Regions from separate parts of the Sus scrofa genome. Here all the other regions are linked to region 2. Evidence: chromatin contacts called from public HiChIP or PLAC-seq and promoter capture Hi-C data. All regions are on one chromosome and are shown on one strand. Each heading gives the region's core, a stretch centred on a gene start, on an enhancer-like site or on the middle of the called end of the contact. The rest is flanking DNA. Distances are from core to core; before and after follow the strand shown.

Region 1 (3,040 bases), core at 476-2,975, 780 kb before region 2:
CCATAAGCACAATTTTTCTTAAGAAAAGCCTGACTCAAGTACCCCCTTTCACCTCATTTTAAAAATACCAATATAAATATACACTCAATAAAGTGAGTTAATATATTTTTACCTAAGAGAATATAAACCTTTAAAAAGCCAAAGTAAGAGCTACACACATTCAGAAATTACACAAAATTCATTTAAAAGGATAAAAAACAGCATCTACAGATGGTGCGGTTGCTGAACTCTAGCGTATTTTACACAAACTATTTTGTACACGTTTATTTGGAATTTGCAAATGTTGGTTAGTTTACATGTTTAATTTTCAAGAAAAGTTTCTTATAATTCAACTAGTCTTCTCAACTGCAAACAGATAAGCACTGTTTCTACAAAGGTAATTAATTTAAAGGTAGAATTCAGACATATTTTTTTCTTTTAACTGTTCTAAGTTCCTGCAATAGTGCAATTAAGATTCAGTCTGACTTACATTCACCGCACCGTACTCCATCCGAACATGCGGTGGGGGAATTTATACAATCGATTCCGAATAAAATGGGCCCCACATTTTGCTAACAAATTATCGTCGCTTTTTGTAATAATCCAAATGGGCATCAATAAGATATTTAGAAATTTACGATGTGACAATTTAACTTTATTAAAGTTAAAACTGGCTGATTATACCTCACTTAAAACGCATCAGTGGCACGAAATAAACGAATAATACTCGTGGTATCAAAGCGCCTCACACAGAAGTGCTGCTAAGATAGCGGCACTAGAAGGGGACAGCAAGTAAAGCATCAACTGGACCACGTTTCACGCAAACCCGTTAGCAGAACTTGGAAAAGAACAGACCCGGATTCCAGGATCTCGGGGACCAGGAGGGCTGGGGGTTTGCTTTCAAAAGGAGTATGGACTCAAGACAGTCTATGGTAGGGTCCTGTACCTCCCCCCCACCACCACTTTTTCGGACAAATAAATCATTCTCTCCTGAAAAATAAATTATATGTTAGCACGGGACGATACCCGGTCGCCAGGCACAAGTATTCCTTCCCTCTAGTTAAAAACCAACGCTTTGATCTTGCTGCAAATCACAGGGCGCCTCAATTCCTCGAGACTGGTATTAAAAACAATGGGCTCGGCCGCGGAGCGGGCTCGGGGCCAGCGTTACCCCGTCCGGCCGTCTCCGATGGCTCCCCGCCGCCCCACGGGACCGCACTCCATCACTGACCGAGCCGGGGCGAGGTGACAGGCAGGAGCGGGGCAGACAATGGCAACCGTCGCCGCGCAGGGGGCGCCAAGGGTCCTCGGTCGTCGCCGCCCCCGGCAGCCGACCTCTCCCGCAAATGCCCGGCAAAACTTGAGGTGATTCCCGAACCACAGGTGCTGCGGGGACGCCGCAGCGTCCGAGGCTGGCCCCCGCATCCCGGAGCGCGGCGCCGAGCGGAGAGGGGCGCGGACGCCAAAAGAAGTGAGTTTCGGGGCGCGGTGCCCCAGAGCGGGCCAGGCGGGTGGGCGCGGGCAGGGGTGGTCGGGGCGCTCGCGGGACGGCGGGGGTCTCGCCCGACCCTCCCTCCTCGCCCCCTGTCCCCGGCACTCCCGCTCGTCTCCCGGGACTTACGGCGGCCGCGGGCCGCGGGCGCGGCGGGGCTCGGCCGGCGGCGTCGGCGGCGGCGGCGGCGGCGGCGGCGGCGGCTGAGGGGAAGCCCCTGTCGCTGAGCTGAGGAAGAGAAGCCGTGTTGCTGTGGGGAGGGGACCCGGTTCGCAGAGGGAAGGCTTAAGAGGCGAGGGGAGGGCGAGCCGACAAACCCCGCCCCGGGGGCCGGACGAAGGAGGAGCCGGGGCTGCGGCGAGCGGAGGGGCGGGCTGGGCGGCGCGCTGGAAGCTGCTCGGCTGTCGCCAACGGCACTGGAGGCAGCTCAGGTGACCGCGCGGTCCCGGGAAGCCGATTGGCCGGGTCTCTACCAAGGGGTGGGGGGTGGGGGTCCGGACCGGAAGCCAGGCCACGTGACCCGGAAACGGCTATGGGCAGGGCGGGCGCGCCTGCGCACTCCTGAATGTGCCTCAGGGACGCGCGCGCGCTGCAGTCCCGGCAGTTTAGTGGTGAGAAGATAGTATTTCGCGGTGCCCTTTGTCGACCCTTCTCTGCGGGGCGGGGAAGGTCTGGGCCGCCGAGAGGCGTGTTCGAGCTACCACAACTCCTTGCTCTGAGAGGGTGGGACTGGGAGGTGTGCTGCCCGGTGATGTTGGTGAGGGGAGAGAGGGACTGCTGCAACTCTGGGGAAAACAAGTCGGCTCTTCCGTGGAGCTCGGGTACGCGTTCAGAGGGCTTTTTGCAATTACTTTGCTTCAAAATTGTCCGGAATCTGGCCCCTCCTCCCCATCACACTGCTACAGCCCTAGACACCTTTCGCCCCAAGCTGTGCGAGTGTCTCTTCCCTGGGCTTACCTCGCCCATCCTCAGTGCTGCGGACCTGAGGAGTTACTGTACGTTCTCCGCAGAAAAGCCCAGACAGCACCTCATCTTCAAGATTCCGCTTCCTTCACACGGAGTCACCCCCCTCCTCCCTCACAGCCGCCTGGGTTCCAGTTTAGCATTGCCGACGACTTGCTCTGCCTGGCATGCCCTTGCTCTCAAATGTCACATCTGTGAAGCTTCACTCTCAAACCCTGTAAGAATGAACCCTCTTTCGCCCATATGCCTATTAACCTATTTAGCACATCTTGAGTTTTATTCATTTTGCATTCCCCTGTGTCCATTAACTTTCTATTTAGCACATTTTGACTTTTATTCATTTTGCATCTCAACCTAGTTCACTGCCTGGTGTATAACCCCAGTAATAAACGCGAGTTGACTGGTGAGGACTGTAAAATGATAGATTTGTTAAGAGCCATAGTGCTGAGCATTTTATCTGGCACATAATGAATGTCCATATTTTTTTGAATGAAAGAATGGATGAATCATCTAGTCCGACTCATCTTTTACAGATGAGGAAAGGGGAGCCCCATGGGATTAAGTGACCTTGCTTGAACAGCCACGGGTTTCTCATGTCGAATGCTA
Region 2 (3,203 bases), core at 485-2,984:
TTGTTTTATTTTTTAGATTTCACATATAAGTGATAACACAGTATTTCTCCTTCTCTGTCTGATTTATTTCACTAAGTATAATACCCTCCAGGTCCATCCACGTTGTTCAAATGGGAAAATTTCATTCTTTTTTATAGCCAAATAGTATTTTGTTGCTATTTTATATATATAAAAATCTTCTTTATTCATTTGTGTTTTTTTTTTTTTTGTCTTTTGTCTTTTTGTCTTTTGTTGTTGTTGCTATTTCTTGGGCCACTCCCGCGGCATATGGAGGTTCCCAGGCTAGGGGTTGAATCGGAGCTGTAGCCACCCGCCTACGCCAGAGGCACAACAACGCAGGATCCGAGCCGCGTCTGCAACCTACACCACAGCTCACGGCAACGCCGGATCATTAACCCACTGAGCAAGGGCAAGGATCGAACCCGCAACCTCATGGTTCCTAGTCGGATTCGTTAACCACTGAGCCACGACGGGAACTCCTATTCATTTGTTGATGGACACTTAGGTTGCTTCCATATCTTGGCAACTATAAACAATGCTGCTATGAATATTGGGGTGCATGTATCTTTTTGAATTAGTGTTTTTGTTTTCTTGGATATACACCCAGGAGAGGAATTGCTGGATCATGTGGTAGGTCTACTTTTAGTTTTTTTGGGAACCTCCATAGTGTTTTCCAAAGTAGCTGCACAAATTTACATTCCCATCAACAGTGCAGCAGAGTTCCCTTTTCTCCATATCCTAGCCGACATTTTTTGTGTGTGTGTTTTTGCTTTTTGAGGGCCGCACCCACGGCATATGGAGGTTCCCAGGCTCGGGGTCGAATCGGAGCTGTAGCCACCGGCCTACACCAGAGGCACAGCCACAGCAACGCTGGATGTGAGCCGCGTCTGCAACCTACACCACAACTCACGGCAACGCCGGATCCTTAACTCACTGAGCAAGGCCAGGGATCGAACCTGCAACCTCGTGGTTCCTAGTTGGATTCATTAAACACTGAGTCACGATGGGAACTCCAACATTGTTTTTTGTGGTCGTTTTGATGATAGCCATTCTGACAGGTGTGAGGTAATACCTGTGATTTTGATTTGCATTTCTCTGATGATTATCGATGTGGAGCACCTCTTCATATGCCTATTGGCCATCTGTATACCTTCTTTGGAAAAGTGTCTATTCAGGTCTTCTGCCCATTTTTTAATCAGGTTTTTTATTTGAGTTGTATGAGCAGTTAATATATTTTGGATATTAACCCCTTATCACTCATATCATTTGCAAATATTCTCTCCCATTCAGTATGTTGTCTTTTCGTTTTGTGGATGGTTTCCTTTGCTGTGCAAAACCGTTTAAGTTTAACTGGGCCCCATTTGCTTGTTTTCACTCCTGTTTTCTTTGCTTTAGAAGACAGATCAAAAAAATATTACTATAATTTATGTCCAAGAACGTTCCAAGTAGCCTTTTTCTTTTTCTGGCCACACCTGCAGCATGCAGAAGTTCCCAGCCTAGGGACTGAACCCTCACCACAACAGTAACCCTTGCCATAGCAGTGACAACACCAGGTCCTTAACTCACTGGGCCACCAGGGAACTCCTAGGTAGCCTTTTTTAAGGCAGAATTTTAGAAATTCTAACACATGCTACAACCCGAATGAACCTAGAAGACATTTGCTAAGTGAAATGGACCATTCATAAAAAGACAAATGTGGTATGATTCCACTTACGTGAAGTTCCTAGAGAAGTCAGAGTCATAAAGTAGCTTGATTTCCAGGGGCTGAGGGAGGGGAGAACAGGGAGTTGTTTAGTGGGTACAGAATTTCAGTTTTGCAACAAGAAAAGAATTGTGGAGACTGGTTGCCCAATCACGTGAATGTACTTACTACTGCTGCCTATACACTTAAAAATGGTTAAGGTGGTCAATTTTATGTTACTCTACAACTAAAATTTTTTAAACTTAAAATTTTCTTAATCTCATGAACTATCCGTGCCCAAATTTCCACTTCTTGTAAACGTCAACATTTTTTTTCCCAGTGTTTGTTTGAACTAGGATCCAAATAAAATCCACAAGTTGCCACAGGTCATGTCCCTTAAGTTGTTTTTAACGTATAAATTCCCTTCCCCTCTTCCTTGCAACTTATTTGAGGAAACAAGTTGCCTGCCCGTCGTTTCTCACAGCCTAGAGTCTGCTCCCTGCATCCCTGTGGTGTCCTTTAACCCTTTCCGCCATTCTCTGTAGTCCCTGTAAATTGGTAGGTGGCCGTAAAGGCCCTGGGCTAGCTTTGATGTGGTCTCAGGAGGAGACCAAAGACATCCATTTCTGCGGGGCCAGCCCAGCCGGACCTGAAAAAGCGAGGCTAAACCACCAGCCAAGCCGCTTCGAGTGACAAAGACGCAGTTTACACACCTAAGTCCGCCTTTAAAAGCCGGGGGAGGAGGAAAAGGGGTGGGGCGTAACTACGTGGGAAAAACTCTTTGTCCGGTTTCCACCCGCGTAATCAAGTTACGAAATAAACAGCCAGCGCGGGGCGGGGCCCTTAGCCGGAAGTGACGCAGGCGCGGCCACGGCAGAGTGGCCGTAGAGGCGGGGCCACGGCTAGACGGGCTGCTCCGGGGCCACACTTCCGGCTATCGCCCAGGGAGACGCGCCCTGTGAAGTCCCGACCAGGCTCCGCCCGCTAGGGTCTCCTGTGACCCGGACCGCATTGGCGGCCCTGCGGGCGGGATGTTCCGGGGTTTGAGCAGTTGGTTTGGCTTGGAGCAGCCGGCGCCGGGTGGCCGGCAGTCCGAGGGAGATGGGCAGCCTAAGGGAGACGCTCCACCCGAGCAGCGCTCCGAGGCGGTGGCAGAGACAGCGGAGGGGGAACCTCAGCAAGCCGGGGACCAGGAGCTCCTTCATCAGGCCAAAGGCCTCGGCAGTGAGTCTCTCCCCGGCCCCGGGGACCAGAGAGTTTCAGAGAGCGTCCGTATCCCTCCTCCTGCCGCCCCTGGGCGTGGGCCACCACTGGTCGGGGGGAGGAGGGAGGGAGCGGAAGGCGTGTCTGTTGTCTGGAGAGCTTGGTGTGGATCTGGGCAAGGCCGAAGCTTTATCTTGCAGTCAAATCCTGTGCCCGAAGTTCCTGGTGACATGTCACTCTTGGCACAGTGTGTCACCATTGCAAGCAGGGCCGAAGTAAAGCAGTGGGGCTCGACGTCTTTAGGGTTGACGAGGAATCT
Region 3 (2,805 bases), core at 280-2,779, 960 kb before region 2:
AGCTAGAGACTCATATGAAGTGAATTAAGTCAGAAAGAGAAAGACAAATACCATATGATATCACTCATATCCGGAATCTAATACACAGCACAAATGACCTTTCCACAGAAAAGAAACTCATGGACATGGAAAACAGATTTGTGGTTGTCAAGGGGGAGGGAGTGGGATGGACCAGGAATATGGGGTTCACACATGCAAACTATTGCCTTTGGAATGGATAAACAATGAGATCCTGCTGTATAGCACTGGGAACTCTATCTAATCACTTATGATGGAGCATGATAATATGACAAAAAGAATGTATACATGTATGTGTGACTGGGTCACCTTGCTGTACAGTAAGTAGAAAATTGACAGAACACTGTAAATCAGCTATGATGGAAAAAATTAAAATCATTAAACAAATTTTAAAAATAAAATAGAAAAAAACAAAAAAGTTTCCTTGGTAAATATTCTTTACTAATTCTGTCAGATTTAGCTACTATTTTCTAAGAGGGGAGGATTAAAGTATTATGGATTTTAAGGAAAAATTGTGAATTTGTCCCTGCGAGTCTGAACATGTTTGTTACATATTTGTTTTACATATTATATTTACATATTTTAGGCAATGTTTTTGGTACATACATGTTGACGCTTTTTCTTCTGTCGGATTGTTTATCAGTAGATAGTCTTTTTCTTTTAATGCTTATTCTTTTATTTGTCTGATATGAATATTAATATACCAGCTTTCTTTCAGTGAATATTTACTTTTTTTTCTTTTGCTTCATTTTTAACTTTTCCAGGAGTTTTTGTTTTGGCATTTCTTTTTTTGTGTTTGAGAATAAAGATGATTTAAAAAAAACAAAACTCCTTTAGGTTTGCTCTGTCACTGGAACACAGTACTCCATAAACAGGATTTCAATGAATAACTAAATGGCTCATGGAAAGGGCCCTTTCCCTAGGAGTGCCATTCAGAGACTTTTGGACAGGAAAAAAAAGCTGGTAATAATAACCTCCTCACATTTTTCCTGTGGACCCAGAATTGTAAATGAAGTAAAGAAGATTAATCTCGGAGCAAGGGGCAGAGATCTTAAGTGTGGTGTTGTTGTCTCCACAGGCCCTAGACTGCAGGAGGGCACTAGGTGCCTAGGAAAAGTCGTGTGAAGGCGACATCAGGAAGTAGAAGGGTGTGCTTACTGCGTGCAGCCAGCTAGCATTTAAAGTCAGCTGAGGAGCTGGTAGGAACACAGTTCCAGTTGGTCCTCAGTTATGTTTCCTATCTGGTTTCTGCTCCTAGAGATGTGGTGTTTGGAACTGGGAAAAATATGAAGAAAGACTGTTTTTAGACGGGGATCAGATATATGCAGGCTTGTTTCACTCTATAAATGGCTCTGACATCTAGCTCTGAGACCTGGGCGACTTAGTTCGGGAAATTCGTGGGCCCTGGCTGTTCCACTCCGGCTTCCCAGGACCAGGCTCCGCCTGCAGAGGGAGAGCAGGAGGCGTGGACCTGGCCAGTGTGCAACTACAAGTGGATGGTCTGAGAATGCGGTGAGCAGCCGTGACGGAAGTGTAGGGAAATGCGCACGCGCGGAGTGAGGGTGCCCAACAAGGATCTCAAGATCTTAAGGTGGGGTGTGCGCTGAGCGCTGGGATTGGCCAAGACAAAGGAGAGGAGAACTTAGAAGAGAAAAAATGGGGCCCAGGACTGAGGGGCGGGGCCTGGACACCGTGGGAAGGAGCGTCAGCGACGGCAAACGTCGAGAGGGGCGTGGCCTAGGCCGAGCCAAGCGGTAAGCCCTGAAATTGTGGGACTTAGGCCGTGAAGAGCGTGGCGCAGCTGCCCGTAAGGGCAAGGCAGATTCGGTCGAGATTGCGGGAGCGGGGAGCTCTGGCAGAGAACGGAGGAATTACCAGAGTGGAAAGCCAAGAGAGGGACACAAGGGAGGAGCTTGGGGTCTGCGCAAGGAGTGTGGCCCGGAGGATAAGGGGAAAGCGCAAGGAAGAAGGGTCCAGGGGCGTGGACGCCGATGGAAAGGCGGTCCCAGGGGTAGTGTAGGGGACGCGAGTGACGTAACAAAAAGGACGGCCCTGTGTAGGTGCAGCGTAAGAACGTACCTTGAACGTGGGGACGCGGCGCGTCCCTGGGGGTGTGGCTTTGCTGCACTCAGGGGGTTCGACAAAGATGGCCCAGCTCCAAGTAGGGATGGGCCTGAGCGGAGGCCAGGGGCGGGACCAAGTTAGCGCGCAGGCGCTTGAGTGGAGCGGGATGCCCGCAGCCATGGCAGCACAGACGTAGTTGGGGCGGAGGGCAGGCGCAGACCCGGACCCTGGCTCGTCGGAAAACAAGTTCGGGTTCCGACGCGGGGAGTTTTGCCGGAGCAGTACTTCAGGCTTTGTCAGGACGTGGGCCGGGCGAACGAAGGCGTGACGTGATTGCGTATATGACGTGTGACGTAAGGGGCGGGACGAGGGGCGTGTTCAATATGGCCGCGCACATTAGCCGCTTCTGGTAGCTAACAGAGGGGTTTACGGTCAGCTAAACATTCTGGTAAGGTCGGATCGCGATATGGAGCGTGGACAGCAGGGGAACCTAGCCTAGCAAAGAGAACAGGCACCCTCCTGCACACGACCAGGTGCTGCACTGGGCCCTGGAACGAGGACAGGTGTTGGTCCCGCCAGGATGTGGGGGAAGAGGCAGGGAATTGCTCCTTTCCTACTCTCAACCCTTTTCCTCCGCTATGAGGTCTTCAGAAAACCACACCGCGTCCGGGTTTTGTGCATTTAACGGTAGAGCAGCTGTTAGAGAATTTTGGAAGTGGGGGA
Region 4 (2,844 bases), core at 320-2,819, 840 kb before region 2:
ACAAGGTCAGCTTGGAGGTGTGTTACTACAGCAAGTTGTCTTTGTAAGAGGGATTAGGGCAGAGTTTATGCAGAGTGTGGGCTTCTGGTGAATGTTTTCAAGGAGGCACTAGGAAAAATGGGTAGTTTAGAAATTGGGTACCTCAGTAATTTTGATTTGGAGGAGAGGAACAAAGGTAAACCAGGGAACTTACCCAATTATCAAAAGATTGGGGGAGTTCCCGTCGTGGCACAGTGGTTAACGAATCCGACTAGGAACCATGAGGTTGCGGGTTCGGTCCTTGCCCTTGCTCAGTGGGTTAAGGATCCGGCGTTGCCGTGAGCTGTGGTGTAGGTTGCCGCGTTGCTGTGGCTCTGGCGTAGGCCGGTGGCTGCACAGCGTTGCTGTGGCTCTGGCGTAGGCCGGTGGCTGCTGGCTGCAGCTCCGATTCAACTCCATATGCCGCGGGAGTGGCCCAAGAAATAGCAAAAAAAAAAAAAAAAAAAAGATTGGGGTTGTTAATCATGTTGCAGTTACAATGTGTCCTTCAGGGAAACATTTTTTCTTGGTCTTGTCTCCGACGTTGTATGTGTACGTCTAATTATTAGTAGGGTTAATTTTGCTTTCTCCACCCCTTACTCTCATTGCCCAGTTTAATCCTGTGTCACTTCTCACCTAGACTGCAATATTCCAGCTGTATCTTTTATATTGCAAACCAGAGTAACTTACCTAAAACACAAATATGACCACAACAAACCTTAAGGCTTCTTGGAATGGCCCTCCTCCATAACCTAGCCCCAGCCCTATGCCTACCGCTCACCTCTTCCTCTCTCCCTGCTACTCTCGAATTGCCCTTTATATTCGATGGCCAAAATTCTCGCAGTTCTGGCAGATTCCACACTCTCACCTCTCAGTGCCTTTGCTTATGCTGGCTTACCTGCAGTTCCATCCCCACCCCTCGTCGCCTGAGTAAAGACCGTCTGCCTTCAAAATTCAACTCAGGCGTCAGAAAGCTCTCCCTGAATCCCCAGGGGGACTATGTTAAATAAACTTAGTTGTCTATGAATTATCTAGTCTATGAATTGGTCCTTCTCTGCCTTTAGATTTCAAATTCCTAGCGAGCAGAGATGCTACTTTGTAGCCTCAGTTGTTAAATTCGGCGGCAGATGTAAAAGGAGCGGGGGCGGAGTGTGGAGCTTTGTCTGAGGCGTTGATAGGTGGAACCACGGAAGGAGGCAGAGCCTGGGACTGGAAAACTAGAGAGCAGCGTGTGTGGGAAGAGGCTTCGTGAATGGACAAGAGAAAATAGGAGGAGGTGTGACTTTAACTTCTTTGCCATAAGACACCTCATTTTGATGTGGAGAGAGGTAGTGATAACGCACTGGGGAAGCGCTAGGAGGAAAGAATTACTTACAGGGTAGAGGGGGGACACCAGATGATTTTTCGGGAAGGAGACATTTAGTTGTGCAGGGTTTCGGAAGACGAGGCACCTACCTCCGCTCCTCCGTCTTTGGTCAGCCCCGGCTGAGGCAAGTTCCCCGCCCCTCTCGCCTGAGAGGCCGCGCGGCGCTCGCGCCTGCGCGCTGCCGCGCGCGCAGGCCCTCCAGCCCGCCCCTTCCGGCTGGCACTTGGGGGGGCGTGGCGGCGCTGGCAAGATGGCGGCGCCCGAGACAGCGATGTTTCCTGAGAAACTAAGGTGAGCCGGGCTGGGGATGATGAGCTGGGAAAGGGCGGCCGAGCGGGCGGAGGCTGGCCATGAAGGATGTACAGGCAGGGAGGAAAAAGGAAGTAGGCCAAGCAAGCGAGCCACCGCGGCAGCTGGATCTCTGCCCAGGGCGTGCCCCGGACTGTCAGCGGGCGTTGGTGGGCTCGGGGAGGCGAGTAGGGGTACAGGCGGTGAAATGGTGAAGATCTGCCCTCTGGGCACGGGACGGCGAGGCGGTGGTAAAAGTATGTTCTCTAATTAAAACACGGGAAGCAAGATTTCATTCTCCAGCACCCAAACAAGTTCCTGTCACTGGGCACGGAGGAGAGGAACTCAGACAGTGCTGCAGGTGCGGCCACTGACGCCGCGGTGTGTTTCTGTCTTATTTCCCCAGCCACAAAAAGTACAGGGCCGCCTTGAAGAAGGAGAAACGGAAGAAACGTCGGCAAGAACTCGCTCGACTCAGAGACTCAGGTAACGGACTCATCCTGTTTTCTGTGAGTGAAATTGCTCCGCCTACTGCCGTCCTAACTTGAAACCCTAGTGTCAGAAGGAAGCCAAGTACAGTATCTTATAAAGAATTGCTGTGGTCACTATCTCCTCCAAAGTTATCTTAGATCCGTGTCAGAAACAATATTAAAGTACTAAAGAGGGGGGAAGAAGTCACAGTAAATCATCACCCAGTGGTTAACTGTATTTATGAAGTATTTAATATTACAGGTGCAGGCATCATTAATTACAGCAGCTAGCACAGCTCTTTCACATAGTAAATATTCGGTGAATGTCCTTTGTAAAACCAGAAGGAGTTGAGGTCTTTAGGCATTTTGCACGTTTTTTCTCAAACTTCACTAACTTAAGAGACCCGTTGTTGGAGTTTCCCTGTAGCACAACCGGGATCGGTGGCGTCTTGGGAGCGCTGGGACCAGGGTTCAATCCCCGGACTGGCACAGTGGATTAAGGATCCAGACATTGCTGCAGCTGCGGCTTAAGTCGCTACTGCGGCTAGGATCTGATCCCTGGCCTGGGAACTCCATATGCCACCGGGCGACCAAAAAAGAAAAAAAGAGAGAGGGAGAGACCCACTGTTGATGTTATGTAAATATATATGCATAAAACTAGTTATGAAACTTACTCGACTTATAAAACAATATACTTACAGA

Evidence for each region. Promoter capture Hi-C pulls out the DNA fragments that hold promoters and counts their contacts. HiChIP or PLAC-seq counts read pairs in DNA pulled down with a chosen protein or histone mark.
Region 1: a contact with region 2 is called in a promoter capture Hi-C map of fetal skeletal muscle, with 7 times the contacts expected there. The contact joins the promoter of AP1S2 here to the promoter of CTPS2 in region 2. A contact is called at or near these places in 2 of 5 promoter capture datasets (fetal skeletal muscle and liver) and 1 of 2 datasets of contacts at active chromatin or transcription factors (alveolar macrophages).
Region 3: an H3K27ac HiChIP or PLAC-seq map of skeletal muscle shows a contact between it and region 2, with 4 times the contacts expected there. The contact joins the promoter of LOC100621626 here to the promoter of CTPS2 in region 2. A contact is called at or near these places in 1 of 5 promoter capture datasets (liver) and 2 of 2 datasets of contacts at active chromatin or transcription factors (alveolar macrophages and skeletal muscle).
Region 4: a contact with region 2 is called in an H3K27ac HiChIP or PLAC-seq map of skeletal muscle, with 9 times the contacts expected there. The contact joins the promoter of ZRSR2 here to the promoter of CTPS2 in region 2. A contact is called at or near these places in 2 of 2 datasets of contacts at active chromatin or transcription factors (alveolar macrophages and skeletal muscle).

What each region holds. Positions count from the first base shown.
Region 1 is chrX:12,395,945-12,398,984 of Sscrofa11.1, forward strand. It overlaps AP1S2 (AP-1 complex subunit sigma-2), which reads right to left and starts at 1,726. Exons shown (of 5, transcript XM_003134953.5): 1 at 1,601-1,726. LOC106506905 (a long non-coding RNA gene) reads left to right here and starts at 2,013. Exons shown (of 4, transcript XR_001302558.2): 1 at 2,013-2,292.
Region 2 is chrX:13,179,397-13,182,599 of Sscrofa11.1, forward strand. CTPS2 (CTP synthase 2) reads right to left here and starts at 1,735. Exons shown (of 19, transcript XM_021080709.1): 1 at 1,715-1,735. SYAP1 (synapse associated protein 1) reads left to right here and starts at 2,618. Exons shown (of 7, transcript NM_001244109.1): 1 at 2,618-2,905. The coding sequence starts at 2,713.
Region 3 is chrX:12,222,596-12,225,400 of Sscrofa11.1, forward strand. LOC100621626 (carbonic anhydrase 5B, mitochondrial) reads left to right here and starts at 1,530. Exons shown (of 6, transcript XR_002340663.1): 1 at 1,530-1,772.
Region 4 is chrX:12,335,066-12,337,909 of Sscrofa11.1, forward strand. It overlaps ZRSR2 (U2 small nuclear ribonucleoprotein auxiliary factor 35 kDa subunit-related protein 2), which reads left to right and starts at 1,570. Exons shown (of 11, transcript XM_001926794.6): 1 at 1,570-1,675; 2 at 2,079-2,158. The coding sequence starts at 1,635. LOC106506903 (a long non-coding RNA gene) reads right to left here and starts at 1,499. Exons shown (of 5, transcript XR_001302555.2): 1 at 1,394-1,499.